Linked DNA regions of Arabidopsis thaliana: region 1 is linked to region 2. A link is a contact called in public capture Hi-C data. All regions are on one chromosome and are shown on one strand. The core of a region is the stretch at or near the end of the contact, and the rest is flanking DNA. Distances in the headings are between cores, read along the strand shown. Region 1 holds the start of NIR1 (nitrite reductase 1). Region 2 holds the start of MBR1 (RING/U-box superfamily protein).

Region 1 (2,700 bases), core at 107-2,606, 37 kb after region 2:
TTTATAGTATAAATTTTGTTAATTTTTTATATAATTAAAAATGACAATATATGAATTTTAATAACCAAACATAATGTTGTCACCTCGATGTATACTAAATTGCAGGAAGATGATACATATAAGTTGAAAACGATTGTGCGAATAATCTATAGAAAAGAAATATAAATTAGAAAAAAAAAGACAATGCTAACGTTTTGGTGTGGACAAGAAAGAAGACGTTGCGACTTGCGATGATGTTTGAACCTGCAGGTAGTTTGATTCATGTCTCTAGAATAACGCTAAAGAACACCTATGGCTCTGATAACATATTATTAATATTTACATTTATTTTATTTAAAGTAGTCCATTCATAATTGCACACGACTAAATGCTACACAACTTGTCTTAGTTGTTTAATCAAGATATTTTTACCTTATGATATTTTGTGAAAAATGATACCTATAAAATCCCTAATGAGCACATCAACCTTTTTTACCTTATTATATTTTGTGAAAAATGATATCTATAAAATCCCTAATGACCACATCAACCTTGAATCTTCTCTAATAAACCTTTTTTCCAAACACGCACTAAACCAAAAATTAACATCTCAAGAGGAAACCATTTAAAAAAAAAACAGAGTTAGATTAAGATCAACAAATATAGTTGAAAAGAACATATGTTAAGCAACATTACCATAAATTCATAATTAGTAGTGATTAAAACTTAAGAATACTAAAGTATGAATATGAAAATTGTTGTATTTTTTTGTAGTATGTAATATGCGGAAACTTGGATGTTATCCTATTCATTGAAATTCATATATGTATGTAGTTATCATTTTTTAAATATATTAAAAAATTAAAAAGTAATAATACTATAAACATTCAAATTATGAAATAAATATCTCATACTAATCACTGCTAATTTTTTTTCCAATGTTTCTCTTTAGTATTTCTCTTTAGTATGGGAGTGACAAACTTAATATGAAATCTATCTCCCTACATGCAAAAATCGAATCTCTTTTATTATTAATGAAGTGTATGGTCGGTGTCAATAACTAATATGTCATATTTTTTACAGACTGTTCAGATATGATAAAAATAGTTTTTTTCCAACCAAATGGTTGGTCTTCTGAGTGTATTTGAAAACGACATTGAAGAATTAATATATTTTTTTTTAATTTTAGTTTTTTATAGTACAAATATTAAAACAAACAATCCTACCATATCATAACATTTGTAAATAACATTTTAAGTTTTGTTTTGAGTTTTAATTAATTTTCTATGACAAAAAAATGAAGTCAATAGACTAAGTGAATCATATAGTATAAATAAACACAATTTAAATAGTTTCAAATAAATTTAGAAAGAATAAAACAAATAGAAATCAGAAGGTGTCTGTTTCCTCCTCGCAACATACGATCAAAGAGAAACAACTTGACCCTTTACATTGCTCAAGAGCTCATCTCTTCCCTCTACAAAAATGGCCGCACGTCTCCAACCTTCTCCCAACTCCTTCTTCCGCCATCATCATGACTTCTTTCTCTCTCACTTTCACATCTCCTCTCCTCCCTTCCTCCTCCACCAAACCCAAAAGATCCGTCCTTGTCGCCGCCGCTCAGACCACAGCTCCGGCCGAATCCACCGCCTCTGTTGACGCAGATCGTCTCGAGCCAAGAGTTGAGTTGAAAGATGGTTTTTTTATTCTCAAGGAGAAGTTTCGAAAAGGGATCAATCCTCAGGAGAAGGTTAAGATCGAGAGAGAGCCCATGAAGTTGTTTATGGAGAATGGTATTGAAGAGCTTGCTAAGAAATCTATGGAAGAGCTTGATAGTGAAAAGTCTTCTAAAGATGATATTGATGTTAGACTCAAGTGGCTTGGTCTCTTTCACCGTAGAAAGCATCAGTGTATGTTCCTCCTCTCTATCCTCTTCCATTGACTTGTGATTGAACTGTGTAAAGGTTTCGTCTTTAGTCTTATGTGTGCTTCTTTCAATGACTTGTGATTAAATTGGTGACCAGATTGTGTAAAGGTTTAGTCTTTACTCTTTATCTTTAGTACATTTTGATTTATGAGTGCTTGTTGTTGATTTTGTTGTTGTAGATGGGAAGTTTATGATGAGGTTGAAGTTACCAAATGGTGTGACTACAAGTGCACAGACTCGGTATTTAGCGAGTGTGATTAGGAAGTATGGTGAAGATGGGTGTGCTGATGTGACTACTAGACAGAATTGGCAGATCCGTGGTGTTGTGTTGCCTGATGTGCCTGAGATCTTGAAAGGTCTTGCTTCTGTTGGTTTAACGAGTCTTCAAAGTGGTATGGATAACGTGAGGAACCCGGTTGGGAATCCTATAGCTGGGATTGATCCGGAGGAGATTGTTGACACGAGGCCTTACACGAATCTCCTTTCGCAGTTTATCACCGCTAATTCACAAGGAAACCCCGATTTCACCAACTTGTGAGTTCTCTTTTTAGATTGATGTTGTGTGTTGGTGAGTGAATGGTTATGCTAAGATGGGTTTTTGTTTGTTTGTTGTAGGCCAAGAAAGTGGAATGTGTGTGTGGTGGGGACTCATGATCTCTATGAGCATCCACATATCAATGATTTGGCCTACATGCCTGCTAATAAAGATGGACGGTTTGGATTCAATTTGCTTGTGGGAGGATTCTTTAGTCCCAAAAGATGTGAAGAAGCGATTCCTCTTGATGCTTGGGTCC
Region 2 (2,700 bases), core at 53-2,552:
CACCCAGCTTAGTGATCGCCTTGGCCGTGTTGTAATTGACTGGGATATTCCAAATTTGAACCCACAGTAGCATGTAACGAAGATAGTCATCCGGAGGATTTTCATACCACCTATCTACCACGATTGACCAATCATTGAAGGTATGAACTCCTTTCGCTAGCACTTCCTCTAAATCATGTTCAGAGTCGAAAATGAACTGGAATCTCTCATTATTGAGAGCTATTCCTTTGACCTTTCCTTCTTTCTGCCACTTCCTTGGCATATTTCTTAAGAGATTCTTCATCGGTTGACAAGCCGGGTTCAGGACCCTTCCAATGAGACTGAATTTGTTTCTCTCACTAGACAGATACTCAGGAAGATCTGGCATTTCAAACGGTTCTTCCTTTTCTTCCAACGACATCTCCATCAATGCCCTATCCATGGCGGATGACATCTTCAAGCTAAGAGGAAAACAGACACCGTAGAACTAAGACTATCGAGCTGAACTAACTCCACCAACTTCTTCAGAAAAAACAGAGATATGGAACCCAGATCTGAGAAAACGAAAGCAGTAGAGCATGGCTGAGAGGATATGATAATGAACACGAAGGGTTAGAATAGTTAATTTCGGCTGAAAAGAAAGATGGTTTCCGGTCAAAAGCTTTATTTTAAACCTAGTGAAAGACACTAAAAGAGAAAGAGGGTTCTAAGCCCAAAAGATAGATTTCTAAAAAATAATCACTTGTTAGGATTGGATACTTCGACGTCAACTGCTAACGACATGATATACAGTTATTGAAAATTGGTAATTATGAAGTTAAAGAAGTCTAAACATCTCAATTGAAAAATCTCAAATTATTCTTACGGTGACAGTTGTCTTTAGTATGAAGTTATTACCATAGCTAGAGCCTAAAGGACAGCACCAAGACCACCACTAAGACAAGTGACGTCCTGCAAAATCTAACACTTAAATAAAATTGTCAGAGAAGATTATTTAGCACCAAACTTTTATTCTATTAATTTCCAAAAGAAAAAAAAAAAGTCATATCTTTCCAAATTTTCATTACATAACTAACATTTTGTCACATGAAATCTGTACGTCTCTGAATCTTCTCTTCTTCTCCCTCATCCATTGCTTATGTGCTTCTTCTTCTGATTACCAAATTTTCATTCCTCTTCTTCTTTCTGATAAAAAAGTTTGCATTTTTTTTCTTTGTTGTGATAATCGAAAAAGAGACTAAAACCTAAGAATCGTGCAGAGGAGAGGATACCACACCACACCCAGAAATTGAAACTACCAAAAAGTTTATGAATTTGATTTCAATTTCAACTTTTTATGAGACCCATTTGATTCTTTAGGGATTTTGAAGGTACCATTTGTCTCAATCTTATAAAAAATTTCACCTTTTTTTTTTTTTTTTTGTTACCACTATGTGTCTTTAATCTGTGTTCATTGTTCAGATCGTTGTGAAATTTGGTTCGTGATTCGTTGCATTGCAATAGCTAGACGGATCGGGATTGACCCACTTTAGGTTTCTCATCTCAAAGATTGCGAAATTTTCTAATTTGGCATCGGATTGTTTGGATTTGATTGCTTATGTAAGTAACTTGATTTGGTTGGTAACTTGGTATTGCAATCAGAAAATGTGCTATTCAGTGTTCCTTTGTGATTAGGTAATTAAGTATATTAGAACCGCATGGTCTTTGTTCTCAATGCTAGTTTAGTTGTTTTGGTTTCATGAAGTAGAAGAAGTTTTGACAATATTTACTCTCTGTTGTGTTAAAAATTAGCATAGCTTTATGTAACATGTACCTTGTTTTCTCTGTACTTTCATCTTTTGAATGGATTCTATGTTAAAGAATCCATTGATGAAGTTTACAAGTGGTAGTTTGTTACTTGCTTATATGTTAGTTATTACACTAGTTTGACAAGGTTTTGGTACTTACTTGCTCAATTGCTACACTCACACTGTGAAATTCATGATTTATACTTATTTCAGTTATGCAAGAAACTTTTGATTACATAGGAATGATGTTTTTGATATATGATAGATAATTTGACATTTATTAGTGAAAGTTTCTGATCTTGCCTTTTTGTGGTATCAATTGGAAACATAATGCAGAAGCTATAGTTGGAGCATGAGTGTAGCCTGAAGCTAGATTGCTGGCTGGTATGTGGTGATCGTAATGGTAAATAGGGTGCGCTTATTTCAGTTTTTTAATTTTCCCTCATTCATGGATTTCTTATGCATATTTATTTTCTTGTTTGTTTCTGTTTGTGTGACTCTAGGTCTCCTCAAAGTTCTTTTAACTTTTGTTCTATTTACTGGAGAGTCCTTGTGTTCTAGTTTAAGGTATGAATCCAATGCAAGGGCCACGCAGTATTGGTGGTTCGTCTACTGAAGTGAATCAAGTAGATGGTGAATCGATTTATTGCACAGAGACGTCTTTGAATACCATGTTGAATCCAGCAGACACTGGATTTCCAAACAATAGTACACCTTCAGGACGACCAACTTATGCAAGTTCGAGTTCTCATGCTGCTCAAGATCATACCTGGTGGAGGTTTGGGGAATCCAGCTCCATACCAGGTCCTTCTGATCAGGTCAATTCCATTGGAATAAAGACAAGTCACCAGCTGCCTCAAGATGGTACTCACCACTTTGTTGGCTATGGATCTGAGGGAAGGCAAACAGGTCTGAATGGTATGATGGTAGATGG

Evidence for each region. Capture Hi-C pulls out chosen DNA fragments and counts their contacts.
Region 1: a contact with region 2 is called in a capture Hi-C map of seedling, with 1.7 times the contacts expected there. The contact joins the promoter of NIR1 here to the promoter of MBR1 in region 2. A contact is called at or near these places in 8 of 26 Hi-C or Micro-C datasets (callus, cotyledon, leaf and 3 more) and 1 of 3 other capture datasets (seedling).

Annotation. Positions count from the first base shown.
Region 1 is chr2:6,809,039-6,811,738 of TAIR10.1, forward strand. NIR1 (nitrite reductase 1) reads left to right here and starts at 1,357. Exons shown (of 4, transcript NM_127123.3): 1 at 1,357-1,889; 2 at 2,086-2,440; 3 at 2,522-2,700. The coding sequence starts at 1,514.
Region 2 is chr2:6,771,815-6,774,514 of TAIR10.1, forward strand. It overlaps MBR1 (RING/U-box superfamily protein), which reads left to right and starts at 1,303. Exons shown (of 9, transcript NM_001202601.1): 1 at 1,303-1,349; 2 at 1,441-1,578; 3 at 2,103-2,150; 4 at 2,270-2,700. The coding sequence starts at 2,336. It also overlaps the pseudogene AT2G15520.